Regions from separate parts of the Zea mays genome. Here regions 1, 2, 3 and 5 are each linked to region 4. The links are chromatin contacts, called in public Hi-C maps. All regions are on one chromosome and are shown on one strand. The core of a region is the stretch at or near the end of the contact, and the rest is flanking DNA. Distances in the headings are between cores, read along the strand shown. Region 1 has its middle 77 kb from the start of tga1. Region 2 holds the start of LOC103653218. Region 3 holds the start of tga1 (teosinte glume architecture1). Region 4 holds the start of LOC103653216 (nuclear transport factor 2). Region 5 holds the start of LOC100382753.

Evidence for each region. Hi-C and Micro-C count contacts between places; a contact is called where the count stands out from the background.
Region 1: a contact with region 4 is called in a Hi-C map of leaf, with 4 times the contacts expected there. The contact joins the enhancer-like site here to the promoter of LOC103653216 in region 4. A contact is called at or near these places in 3 of 25 Hi-C or Micro-C datasets (ear, endosperm and leaf).
Region 2: a Hi-C map of leaf shows a contact between it and region 4, with 5 times the contacts expected there. The contact joins the promoter of LOC103653218 here to the promoter of LOC103653216 in region 4. A contact is called at or near these places in 3 of 25 Hi-C or Micro-C datasets (ear, leaf and tassel).
Region 3: a contact with region 4 is called in a Hi-C map of leaf, with 5 times the contacts expected there. The contact joins the promoter of tga1 here to the promoter of LOC103653216 in region 4. A contact is called at or near these places in 6 of 25 Hi-C or Micro-C datasets (ear, endosperm, leaf and 1 more).
Region 5: a Hi-C map of leaf shows a contact between it and region 4, with 4 times the contacts expected there. The contact joins the promoter of LOC100382753 here to the promoter of LOC103653216 in region 4. A contact is called at or near these places in 3 of 25 Hi-C or Micro-C datasets (leaf and tassel).

What each region holds. Positions count from the first base shown.
Region 1 is chr4:46,723,828-46,726,527 of Zm-B73-REFERENCE-NAM-5.0, reverse strand. No RefSeq gene overlaps it. Among protein-coding and RNA genes, the nearest start is that of tga1, 77 kb to the right of the region's middle. Within about 2 kb of position 1,432, at least 19 of the 20 cell types and tissues checked have an H3K27ac peak or open chromatin away from gene starts, as enhancers often do. A contact at or near this core is called in ear, endosperm and leaf, where this site is marked.
Region 2 is chr4:47,284,017-47,286,716 of Zm-B73-REFERENCE-NAM-5.0, reverse strand. It overlaps LOC103653218, which reads right to left and starts at 1,324. Exons shown (of 3, transcript XR_565332.4): 1 at 1-1,324.
Region 3 is chr4:46,646,724-46,649,423 of Zm-B73-REFERENCE-NAM-5.0, reverse strand. It overlaps tga1 (teosinte glume architecture1), which reads right to left and starts at 1,309. Exons shown (of 3, transcript NM_001362259.1): 1 at 616-1,309. The coding sequence starts at 1,067.
Region 4 is chr4:47,004,121-47,006,820 of Zm-B73-REFERENCE-NAM-5.0, reverse strand. LOC103653216 (nuclear transport factor 2) reads left to right here and starts at 1,356. Exons shown (of 2, transcript XM_008680177.4): 1 at 1,356-1,888. The coding sequence starts at 1,370.
Region 5 is chr4:46,583,067-46,585,766 of Zm-B73-REFERENCE-NAM-5.0, reverse strand. It overlaps LOC100382753, which reads right to left and starts at 1,442. Exons shown (of 9, transcript NM_001175468.1): 1 at 1,203-1,442; 2 at 943-1,064; 3 at 530-583; 4 at 157-181; 5 at 1-32. The coding sequence starts at 1,385. It also overlaps the pseudogene LOC109945713.

The DNA of each region.
Region 1 (2,700 bases), core at 183-2,682, 280 kb after region 4:
TTCTATAAGTAATTAACTCAACTTTAATCTAGATTATAAATTGATTAAATATTATCTTTTAGTCAAATTATAACTATAAGATCAGAATACTATATTAATATTAGGAAAAGCTAAATCCAATAAACATAGATTAATCAAATTGGTTACTTAATTATAAAAGTATGAGATATCGTATAATTAATGTTGCTACTGCGTAGTAAATATTTCTATGAGACTAACACAATTTGGATGGATCAAATTGGGGTTAAAATGAATTAAATATGAATTAAACAAGTTTCTTGAATTATTTTTATACTAAAATCCTTTTCTTTATTAATTTCACTCATGTTATTTCACCTTTGGGCTGTGGGCACTATTTACCAGAAGCTCGGGGTCTGTTCTGTAAAATCCCGAGGACTTGGATTAAACTACTTTATACATAGTGTGGGTCGCGGGTTCATTCATATAAAGAGCAGGGGTTCTTATGCAATTGTTACCTAGCCGAAAAGGGTATCGGCGTAGATCAGCCGTTGGATCCAAAATCGATGGCCCAAATTAGATCCTCTCTTAAGTGAACCGGTACGTTTTCGCGAACCCGTGGATCTAGATCCTACGGACTACAGCCGATCCGCGTGTCGATCCCATCTGAGCCCTTGGATCCCCGACCAGCGCACAAGATTTATTTAACCGAGAGGTTACGCCCCAGTCAAATCCTGGCCCTCGACTGGATGATCAACGACCCCAAGGTCTTCGTCCTCCCAGTCTGACCGGCGTCAGTGGATCCCCCGCGCGGCTGCTGGAGATGACGGCTGAGGGGAGCACGCCATGGGGATGAGGAGGTGCGTCGGCCAGTGATCGGATGCTGAGCGCAGAGGCCGAGTTCGACGCGAGGTTGGAGCACGGGACGTGGTGGCCAACACCCCGCGCGTGGCCCGGCAACAAGGAGTGGCAACGACGACGTGATGGGACTGGGCTACGGCGCACAGCGCACGCGCTTCCATCGCTGGGTTCCCTAGGCGGCGGCCCTAGGTTCGGCTCCCAAATCCGGTGTGTTCAAATTGCCAGCATAGCTGTGGAGGAGGTATAGGGGTAGGATTTATATGCGGGCTAATTCATTGGCCGCAACCAACCCCGAATCACGCGGTGAATTTGGTTTCTTCTCTGGTTCGTTCCGCAGTCGAGGCCACATGCACGAGCTACCCGCGGCCCCGCATGGTGGTAGTGAGACGAGATGGCATCAGTGTCTACGCTAAGGCAACGTCCCGAGCGGCCGCGCGAAGGGATCACCTGTCGCTCAGCGCAAGAATAGGAACAAACAGGATCGCAGTCGTTGAGCCCCCCATGCGTTCGATTATGGTGAGGATCGACTTTGAAGACGACCAGCCAAGGACGGCCCACAGGTCAGCGATCCAAGAGTACCATTGCGCGCACCCTGGTTTGCTTGCATGTTGACATCATCGCTGAGGTCATGCTAATGTAAGCTCCGGCCAAAGGAATAAAAAAAAGAAATAAAACAGGACGTGCAGAGAGAGCAATTGGAGATGGCTTCGTTCGGTAGGAAATGGAGTGGCTACGGTGAAATGGTCCTAGCCCACCACAAGGCCGTTTTCTTTTTTTTTGTATTTTTATCTTCTATTTCTTCTCTCCCAAATCCTGTTTTAATTCCTATTTCAAACTAGTTTCAAACTTCAAGCATAAAGTAAATGAACAGACCAAAGAAACCAGCATGAATGCAATTAATTTATACATTTATTTAAGAAAATGTTTTCATATATGCAACACACTCATTATTTATTTCTAGAAGTATTATTCTGGATGTGTAGTTTAATTTTAAACTACATTCACAATATTTTTTTTTATTTTTAAGGAAAACTACTTTCTAGTGTATAATATCCATTTAGAGATGATTTTACTTATTTATTTCCTTTTTTGAAGATCTCTAAATGCCTAATCTATAAAAAATAAGAATAGTTCTAGCACTTAAATGGTTGAGTATCTTTCCATTTTATTTATTTGTTTTTTATTTTGTTTTGAATTAAATTTCACTTTCAAAGTTTAAATCTAATTTAACAATATTTTAGTATTGCCACTTGTTCATTTTAGGAAGAATAATTTCCAAGGTACAATTCTTCATCAAAAGACGCTTTGAGTGAATCCTTTTTGAAAACTTTTTCGTAAACCCAAAATTATGATTTTGGGGTGTTACATGTTGATCATCAAACACCAAAACCTATTGAGCCAAATGGCCCGGGGTCCATTTTCCTTACATGGGTTTTCTAGTTCAGTCAAATCATTCACACCTTCGGGAGCTGGAACGTCTCTTGGTCCGCCCTCCCCTCACCCGGAAGGTGAAAGGGAAATGTGCTATAGGGCCATTTCTACCTATTTTGATGATTAAGTACCCAACACACCACATTAGACTAACAATTCTGATATGAGCATGAGCACAGGTTCTAGCCAAAGCAAATTGAAGTACAAGTCCATATGAGTCGAATTTAAGGGCCAAAATAGCAACTTTGGACAAACCAACATAAACACAAGGTTTAAGTGTTTGGATTAGTTGCATACCTCTTATACCATGTTTCTTGCACCTTGGTTTGGCTTCTAACTCATTGGTGCAAGAAAAGTGACTTTTGGACTTAGTTTTGGACATATTGCAAATCCTCGTGAAATGGAGAAGAAAAGGTATGTTACCCACACTTAGTCAACTGGATTATGTGC
Region 2 (2,700 bases), core at 75-2,574, 280 kb before region 4:
TCGAAATCAAAGTCATCAGAACCCACTGGAGTAATGTGAAGGTATTTAGACACTTCGTCATCAACTTTAGAGTTAGCCTGCACAATTGCAGCAATGTTCGGAGCGCAGCTCATAAGAAACTCTTCAGAAGGGTCCGATTGTGACCGCATCTCCATGAGCCGGAGCAAGACCGGAGCGTTGAGGAGCAGGTTCTTGGCATTGACATCGGCACCCCATGGAAGCAGGTGCCCCGCGACATGCACCAGGGCGTCAACGAGCTCCTTGTATCGGAGCAGGCTGGTCCTCAATCCTGCCGAGATGTCCCTTGCAATGTCCTCCAAAGAGACAGAAGTGACCCCGTTCACCTCCGCAGAGAAGGCGAGCAGAGCCGCGACGAGGGGAAGTGGAAACCGCCCCGTGGTGAGCGACCACTTGGATGCGCAGCGGAAGAGGAACCGGGCCTGGGCGAGAATGGCGTCCGTCTTGTCGGGCGCGGCGGCGTTGAGCGAGGTCGAGAGGTGCACGGCACGGTCGAGCGCGGCGGTGTAGTCGAAGCATGGGAGGGGAGGGAGGGATAGCTGGGCGGTGACGCGGGAGACCAGGTCGGCGAGGGCGGGCGCGGAGCAGAAGGCGGCCTCCGCGGCCTCGGCGAGGGAGAGCGGGAGGCGGTGGGACCGCGCGACGAGAAGGGCGCAGGCGGCGGCGAGGGCAGGGAGGAAGGCGCTGCCCGGGGTGGCGAGCTGGCCGTCGGTGGCGGACTTGGCCATGCGGAGCGCCTCCTCGGCGCGGGTGTGGGACAGGCCGAGGCGGGTGGCGATGGAGGTGATGCCCGCGGTGGCGATGGCGAGCTTCTGGTCGCGGTAGGCGGAGTCGGAGTCGTTGCGGACGAGGGAGGAGACGCGGCGATCGAGGCCCCCCGACTCGTTGAAGGTGGACTGGTGGACGAACTCCGCGCCGCCGGCGTCCTGGATGATGCCGCATGAGGTGCAGACGAGCACGCCCGAGTCCGCGTCTGCCACCACCGCGCCCTCGCCGCACGACAGGCACGTCGAGCCCATTGGCGACGCAGCGGTGGCGATGGCGGCAGTTTGGAAAGGAGTGGGGATCCGATTCGAATCGGCGGCGCAGCGGTGGCGATGGCGGCAGCTCGGAACGGAGTGGGGATCCGATTCGAATTGGCGGCGCAGTGGTGGCGATGGCGGCAGCTCGGAATGGAGTAGGGAATTCCAACCGGCGGCGACATGTTAAACGGTGCGCAGATACATAGGGCTAGTTTGGATCGGCGCGCCGGCGGCCACGCCGCGCCACACCTGTGGCGCTCAAAACGAGCGCCACACTGGTGGCGTGGGAAGTGTGGCGGGCGGCGGCGGCTTAGGCGGCCATCTAAACATCCCCATAGTTTACCTAAAAACATTGATATTGATTTATACCGTTCATAGTGAAGTTTAAATATCTACTAGTCGATTACTCGTGCGTTGCGATGGCTCACAATAATATCCACGTAAATTATCTATCAAAAAGATTTCAAGATTTTTTATTAGTCGTCTTCACTCTTCGAATAATATTTTTTATAAACGCACAGTTACCATAAGGAACAAATCAGAAACTCACATTTCTTGCCTCCCCCACCTTCAATGTTTCATAGAGCAGGAGGGGAAGGGAAGAGGCGAACATACATGTTCGTTGCCGGAGAAGGACACGATGAAGACCTAGACATCTGGAGGCGACATAGGTAGTATACCGCTAGATATATAGGGAGAGAGCACGCAAGTGGAGAAAGAAGCTCAGCCGGAGCAGCTCCAAACCAAGAGGCATCCACACTAGGCGTCAGTCCGAGAAGGGCGAGAGAATGCAAGTGTCTTCCCAACACTGGACCCGCCGAAGCGACACAACAACACCACCAACTCCGTAGCATATGTCGACTGCTGCCACGCTACGGGCCTTAGTTGTCCAATATCTCAGACCTGGACTCCTCATCGCTAAAATAACCTAAGTGTGGCAGTCGCCACCATGTCCTCCTTGACGACACGCACGGAGAAAGACCAGAAGCATGACCGACTCGCCCCGTACCCGTGTCGACGAGCGTCGGTCGGCTCGCAGCTGCGACCGTTGGCGGGGGCAACAGGTTGGAGGTGGAAGAACAGGGCGAATGCAGGGAAGATGAACGGGACGTCCAACGACGGTGAAAACGATGATGTGCGCATGATGTGAAACGTCCTCGTGGACGTGCAATAGCCACTGCGCGAGTCGGTGTCGGGGCTGGTGTCGGACGAATACGGGGAGGAGGCGCCTGCTCCTATGCCCTCTGTCGAGAATGGGGTGGCGCGGAGGTGGAGGCATGAGGGAGAGAGAAAAGAAGTAGAATGGTGAACGAGGTGGTAACAACTGAGGCGAGGACTATCATTATCGTGCGGAGGTATAGATGGCCAAATGGGCCGTGTCTGGCGAGCCGGCCCGAGGCACGACCCATATAATAGTCCCTGGGCCAACCCGGCACGAGCGCCGTGCGGTGCTTGGGCCGTAGCCTCGGCCCATGGTGCTGGCCCGGCCCAGCACGATTATTTTATTATTATAAAAAAATCATATATACATATGTACAGTTTATATTGAATATTATAAACACCTGATTATGTTGTTCTACTGGTTAGACAGCTTTGCCCAGTGTCCTCCACCCTTCTTCCATTAGGGTGTGGATTCAAACCCCACCTCCTGCACCGTTTT
Region 3 (2,700 bases), core at 60-2,559, 360 kb after region 4:
CAAAGCTGGGAGTACACCCCTGTCTCGCTCAACGCGGCACGCCAAACCGTGGCGGCGCTTCATCTGCGGCGGTGGCGAACTGTCGCCGGGAAGCAAGCAGCGCCGACTAGAGGAGGAGCCAATGGCAGAGTACCGGGGGGGGGGGGGGGGGGGGGCATCCCGTCCCGTCGCCGCCAAAGGGCGTGAAAGCAAGAAACCGCTCGGAAAAGCAAGCGCAGGAGCTCACGTGTCCGTGGCAGCGGGCTGAATCTTGAGCAGACGATTGGGGAGCAGCAGATGTTAATTCGCATCAGGGCGTCAGAGAAAGTGAAGGAAACGAACGCTAGGCCTGCCTGAGAGCAGTGTGCAGCAGCAGCAGCGAGCGCAGGAGGAGGCCGGGAGAAAGGAAAAAGGCGTGCCAATAATTCAGGTACCGTAGCTACAGGAGGAAACGAACGAACGAGATGAAGGTTTTTCATCTCTTTGGTTTTCAGGAAAAAGAGAGAGAGAAAAAAGATAACGAAAAAAAAAAAGGCAAGCCGGAAAAGGTAAAGTTGTGCATCCTTGAAACGAGACAGGGACGAGCTACACTACACTACACCAGCCCCCCATGGGAAAAGAAGGCGGGGATACTACCTGCTGCACTGCTGGCAGAAGCGCATCTCGCGGCCGGCGACGACGACGACGGGGGTCTTGGAGTGCGCCTCGCACACCTTGTGCCGCCGGTGGTAGTCGCGGCACTTGCCCAGGTCCGCCCTGCACCCGTCCACCGCGCACGACGGGCACTGCTGCTGCTGCTGCTGCCCGCCGGGCCCGGCGGGGCGCGGCCGCTTCGCCGCCCCCGCCGCGGCCTCCCTCTCCCTGCGGGCCGCGCCGGGCTCGCACTCGCCCATCCCGCCCAGCTTCAGGTCCACGGAGCACTCGGCGGGTGCCCCTGCTGCCCCGGGCGCCGGCGGGCGGCTCTCCGTCCCCGTGCCCGCCGCGGCAGCATTGGCGGCGTGGCCCCCCGACGACGGCGCCGCGGCCGCGTGGTCCCGCTCCAGCTCCGCGAGGTCCCACGCGCCCGCCGCGTTGAGATCCCAATCCATGCCCGACGTACGCCGCGCGCGCCGACGTTGCAACCGCTAGTCCTAGCCCTTGCACGCGCGCGCCCGCTGCAGCTTCCGCTCCTTCCCTCTCATTCCGCGGGCGTTTATCTATCGACAGACACTACAGGCGACGAGGAGGTGGCACAGCAACAGTGAAGTGAGAGCTGCAGCTGCGGCGGCGGCTGGATCGATGGACACGAGAGGTGTGAGGTGCGATGCAGCTGCTGCCTGCTGCTTCGGAGGAGGAGGAATGGAAGGTGCGGGCGGTGTATAGATAGATAGCAAGGCAGCAGCAGCCAACAAAGATTTGCAGCAACAGAAACGATGCCCGAGTGGCCCGGAACTGGGGGTGGAGTGGAGTGGGAGCAGTCAGTACTTTGCAGACACAGACAGCTGCGACTGTAGCAATGGTGGGAGGGAGGGAGAGAGGAGCGTGTGCATGAAAAGAGAGAGAGAGAGCAGCGGCGATATTACTTGGCGCCATGGTGGGGCCGCAACCAACCTTTCCGTCCCTGAAGGAGGAACAGTGGGCAGGGCCCCACCGCCATGTGTCACACTGCAGCCATGCATGCAATGGGGCTATGTTGTGCTGTGCACCTGTTGCCTGTGCTACAATTATTGGGGCTAAGGTGTCTCTACAGTTTTTTTATTTTTTTCAGAGCAGTCACTCTATGTACAGACTAATGTATATTTTGATTTATCTTTTTTTTAAAAAAAAATGACTCAAATTCGTATAAGAGTAACTCCAAAAGCACTTAAAACAACCCGAAAAACAGATTTAGAGTTGATTTGGTGACCCTGGATCCCGAGATAATGGAGAGGGAAATTAGTTCATTTTCCCCTCAATTCTCTTCAATCCTTCCGGGATCCCCTTGTCACCAAATCAGCCCGACGGATCCATCATTGTTGGAAAAATACGGTAACCCGCTTTCAACCTATCCCCCCCCCCCACCCCCACATATTTGAGCGACGTAGTGTCTCCCCAATCGTTTGCGGAATGGGGCAGATGGATCTAGTTTTTTTAAAAAAAATATAGGCTCGGTTTACGGTCTTTTAGCCTTTGTTTTGAATAAAACTGTTGAAGTATGCACCATATTTGCCTCCAAAAAAATGTAACCTGTCCCTAATAATTATTTTTTTGACGGGGGTGTTTTTGCATCCTTTTGGATTTGCTATAAAAGTCTTTAATTAATTGATATTGGGTCTATCTCAGGCTTCTCAGCTCTCCTACTGTTACTTTTGTCTTCTAATATTTGGGATGGATGTTCGAGTTCCACTCGTATGATGAAACATAGAAAAAAAGAAATCATAAGAACCGGTTCATTTTCATAAAAAAAAGCACCTGTGAAGTGAAAATCCCTGCGTTCCAAAAGGGCCCTGACAGCCTTTGATATTAGGTCTATCTGCAACTCCCTGCCGTTACTTTTGTCTTTTAACATTATTATTGCAACATACAAAAGAATCAGTTCAAAAAAAGAAAGCAAAGGAAATAATAATAATAATAATAATAATAATATTATTATTATTATTATTATTATTATTATTAAAACAGATCCAAGCAAGTGGCGTCTGATCAGGACGTGTTTATCAACAACAGTAGCAATTAGTAGCAACCCCGCTAGCTTTTGTTCCT
Region 4 (2,700 bases), core at 107-2,606:
CTGCCTGGCTTGCTCCTTGCGCGGGATAGTGGAGACAGGGAGAGAGCCGCAGCCGCTGCTGGAGAGTGGAGATAGGGAGAGAGCCACAGCCGCCGCTGGACAAGGACAAGGAGAGAGCCACAGCTATCCAGAGCTAGGGTTGCCAAGTTTCGTAGTTGGCTAACTGGGCCGTGGCTCGTGGGCTGTGTCGCTGTGGCCTAGCGCTCGGCCTGGTGCCTGGACGATGCTAGGTATTTTGGGTAGAATAGGTACTTCGGGTACCGTGGGTTAATACCCGATTAGACCGAACTTAGATCGGGTATTCAGTTCGTTATCTTGCTGGTTCTGTTCGAGTAACGGGCTTCAGGCTAAATGAGTTCGGGTATTTTGGGTTTAGAGCTTTGGACTCAGGTTTTATGCCCGGATCTAGTGCAGTGTGTGGTAAAAGCAGATAAATAGAAGCATTCACATATATTCCATCTTAACATGCCATCTTATTTCTACTATCGATTTATTTTAAACTCACAGTACATGCGCGCAGGGTGCACGCACTTTAACTCCTGTGCGCATGTACTCCGTCATTTCTTGTTCTCCGTCATTTTCTTGAGACAAAAGAGAGGGATAATTGTGTCTTTAGCCGGTTATTAGCTGATATTAGTTGAATTTGATCAACTAATGAACTAATGGGCAATTAGGAATATAGGTATTTTAGCTAGGCTATTATCTATTGTAGTGTTTAGAGAACTCTGGCTAATGTTAGCGACAACAAATAATATACAAGCAGTCATTAGGTGCAAGCGTGCAAGCAGCTATCTTAATCTATTGGATCTAGATCTAACCGTATGTATAATCGTGGTTTATTAAAGTCTTTTTTATAAAACTACACGAGTTGGTGGTGAGAGAATTTAAATGCTAATATAGCATACGGTTAGATCTAGATCTAACAGACTAAAATAGCTGCTTGCACATTTATATATACTATGCGTTTGGTTGCCTGCATCTGCGCGTGTTTGCATCGTGGAATACGGGTAGTTGCTGTTTGGTTGCTGTGACCCAGGCTATGCGCGTGCGAGCTCTATGTTTGGTTGCCTGCATGCATATCTGGATCCAGGCTCGCACGATCCTCAAAGCACTCTGGACCAGACTCACCAGATACGAGCAGATTGGTCGCATCTGCGGAGCCAGGCTTCAGCGGTCCTGGCTCACACAGCCATAATGGCTGCTTGCATATTAGTCGTTGCTAATGTTAAGAGCTAAGTTTTAGTGGATTCCTCTTGTTGCTCGGCCCCTCCTGCCTCATCTCAACAAAAGATGTGTACTCTGTAGATGCGCGTGCCATTAAACCCCAACCCAAGAGCCGAGAAAGCACTTCCTGCCCGTCGCATGGGAGATGCTGGGCCTATTTGTAGCACAGGCCCAACCGCCCAACCCAGATTCTGTCGCGTTCTTTCGACGCCAACCCCGACCCGCGGCCCCACCACCCAGGGCCAAATTCCCCTGCGATCCTCTGTGTCCACCTCTCCTTTCTCACACCTCGACGCCTCTCTCTCTTTCCCCGAGCTCTCGAAACCCTAGGTGCGTGCCGACCGGCGGCGGCGGCGAGGTGATGGCGATGGACCCGGACGCGGTGGCGAAAGCCTTCGTGGAGCACTACTACCGGACGTTCGACACCAACCGCGCGGCGCTGGTGGGGCTGTATCAGGAGACCTCCATGCTCACCTTCGAGGGCCAGAAGTTCCAGGGCCCATCCGCCATTGCCGGCAAGCTCGGATCTCTTCCCTTCCAGGCCTGCGAGCACCAGATCGTCACCGTCGACTGCCAGCCGTCGGGGCCCCAGGGAGGCATGCTCGTCTTCGTCTCCGGTTCCATCCGCACCGGCCCCGAGGAGCACCCCATCAAGTTCTCTCAGGTATGCACCCCCGCTTTGGCCTCGATCTGCCGCCTTCCAACTTGTAGCAGCAAGGCTTATTTTATTGTTGTGTGGTCTGCGATGACTTGTCACATGATCTGATCAGTTGTCACTCCTGTGATTCCTAGTTAGGTTTGGCCCTGATCTCATGATAGCCTGTAGAAGGCCCTTGCTTTGTTTGTTATTTTGATTGAATGGCGCCAATCATCTGTGCTTACTGTTGTGTTGTATTGATTCGTCTCATGGTTATCTTCTTAGTATAAATGTCTGGTCCATTGTCCTTGAGATGAAGTTGTCAACTGTGCCAGTCGATATTCGTTTGGAGCATTTGTTTTTCTACTAGGCAGCTTCATTTGTTTAGATCTATATGTAATTGTTTATGCTCGTCCTTGTTCTATCCATTTTTCAATTCTGTTTTAATTGATGTGATATGGTGGCCTTTTGTCTATACATTCTGTTGGTCCTTTCGACCCTCAAGATATTCGTTCCGTTGTAATTGACTGTACCAGTGCACAATTTATGCCCAATTATGCTTGTCCTTATTTGTCGTGTAAGTTCAAAGGTGCATTCTTTTTATTGGGTACACTACAATTGAAATTTCCGTCAAATAGCAGCTAGTCTGCTATACATATGCCACTATTCAAGTGCGAAATTTCTGTTCGTCTGTGTGGTTTTAGGTTCCGTGGCAAAATTACTGGTTCTTGCAATATCTTTTGCAGTGCTGCTTAGTGCTCGAGATGGACATGCATCATTTCTATCTTTTTATGCTTCATACTCTGGTTGAACAAATTTGCTTTGACCTGTTGTTTTTC
Region 5 (2,700 bases), core at 193-2,692, 420 kb after region 4:
TCACGTAATGAGCGACACAGGATGCTGAGAGGCTGCATAATTTAGCATGAGTATAAGAACATGGTGCGTATGCAGATGGGTACTATGCTCTGCAAGTCATATTTCGTTGCAGAAACATGTTGACCCAAATTGACTCTATAGTTCCGATAGTCTTGCCTTGGAGTCTCCAATGCCTTTCAGTCTGCATCGACAACAAGCATATAGTACTGGTTAGAGCTAAGTAGCAAAGTACTTGTACGTTGCTACGGTTTCCATTTATAATTATAGAGCATAAAACACAAAAAACAGCTGGTTAGGTGGGTGTGAATGTGGGTTTGGAGCTAACAACCATGTTTTGAATCTCCATCTGTGCACAATTTTAGCTTTTTTACCATTTAAATGTGGAGGAGCACGACGACGGTGGAAACCGTGGAAACCAGTGCTTTATATAGTATAGAAATTGCTTGTTTCATGCCTAAGATTCTAAGCAAACATTGGACTCCATCACTTATCAGTTATTACACCAAAATGATCAAAGCAGTGAATTTACCTGCGAAGGCGCTCAATCGATTCATTGTTACTCAGGTCACAGACGACGGAGTAGCTGTGAAAAGTATGACCCCATGTTATTTGTAGTCAACCAAGAATATTTTAAATATAACATATAAAAATATTTAAAATAGGATAAATGCAGCTTATCAATCTTTTGTTGCTGTATTTTTCCTAGGCTCAAATTTAGTGGAACCAATCTGCTTCAAAACAAAGCACATACTGCAGCATTTGCATTGTAAGTGGTTGTAACTTGTAAAAGCTCAAGGCTGAAATCGTTGTTTCATTATTACAGAACTTATGTGCTTGCAAGTTGCAACAATCGCATAGAAATTGGTAGTATATGCTCAAAAATTGCGATTGGGGTATGTGATTTTCGTACAGAACTTCCAAGTGAAGCATTGAGCAGCGTACACGGTGTCAGTAGGGATCACCCCGACGGCGCCGCGATTGATGAGGTCGATAATGGGGTCAAGCTTCCAGAAGTCCCCGCCGGAGGGCTCCACCTCCACCCGCAGCAACCCGGCATCCCCTCTCTTCGTTCGCGCAAAACCCAGCCACCAAAGAGACTGTTCTTAGCAGTCAGCGCCAGAAAGCCCGCGAAAGGCAAGTGTTGTTGCGGAGAGCCGGAGAGTTAAAAGAAGAAAGAAGAACGCGCTTGAGGCAGAAGGTACCGTGAACTGGCGCTCGGCGGCGTACTTGAGCCGCTTGGGGTTGCGCTTGTGGAGAGCAACGACGGTGGAGGAGACGCGGAGCCGCGCGGGCGGATGGGGCTGCGAAAAGCGGACGCGGAGCGGGGAGGGGCAGACGGCGCAGCGGAAGGAGAACCGCGAGAAGGAGGAGGCAACGGCGGCCATAAAAGGCGTTGCCGTCCGAACTCGGAGGAATGTGCCCGGAGGAAAACGAGTGATTCCTTTCTCGTCTCGGAAGGTGATCTCGTTCCACTACCTTCACGTAGACCTCACCAAGAAATTGGGCCGGCCCATGCACAACCCCGCCCTGCTCGGCCTTTTTCATTCCGGGGCGAGTCTGAGGTACGCCACCGTCCAGAATGGCTCACCTCACGACTCACGAGGCTCACACATTTCCCCGAAGCTAGTTTGACATGAGAGTATAAGACGCATATCTCTATTACTACTTAAGACTATAGTGTAGCCGTTTATGGTGCACGGTTTTGTCCCCTCTCCTCACATCCCCGACATCCTCCCCTCTGTTTCGCTCCCCATCGCGCCCTCCTCACCCTCCCAGTTGCCTCTGCTCCGCTCCCTATCGCGCCCTCCTCACCCTCCCAGATGCGATCCCCATCACCCGAAATCCCCGGAGGGGACGCGCCGGCGCTGGAGCTATCGAGGGCGGAGCTGGCGGCCATCTTTCAGGTGATGGCGGACCTCCTCGGTGACACGACGTGGCCGCAACTCCACCCGCGGCCCTACACCGACACGCCGTGGCCGAGCCTGCAGTGCGAGCTCGCGCCCGACGAAGCATGTGTTCTCCGCGCCACCCGCCTCCACCTGGGCCCCGACGTCACCACCCCGCCCTGCAGGCCCGGGGCCAGGCTCGACCCCGCCTCGCTGCGTGGCCTGCCGCACCTCCGGACGCTCTCCATCTTCGGCTGCTTCGGCGCCGCCCGCGCTGTTCACATCATCATCCTCGCTCGAGCAGATCGTGCTCAAGTCCAACCCTAACCTCACTGGCCCCATACTGGCGACGTTGGTTCTTATTTTGGTAAATATTGTGTTATGCACACCGATGGTTACCAATTCAGTGATAACTATTGTGTTATCTGAATAATTTGTAGAGAGGGGCTTGACTATGAGGTTAGGGAAGAATGACAGTACTACTATACTAGCAGTGCATGTTTTACTCTGCAGGTATCCAGAGTAGTGTTTGAATCAGCGCTGTCGGGGACCATAATTAGGGGTACCCTTAAGGCTCCTAATTCTCAGCTGGTAACCCCCATCAGCATAAAGCTGCAAAGGCCTGATGGGTGCGATTAAGTCAGTGATCAGTCCATTCGAGGGAATCGATCACGCCTCGCCCGAGCCTAGCCTCGGACAAGGGCAGCCGACCCCGGAGGATTTCCGTCTCGCCCGAGGCCCCCCTTCAGCGGCGAATATATTTCCGGCTCGCCCGAGGCCCTGTCTTCGCCAAGAAGCAACCCTGACCAAATCG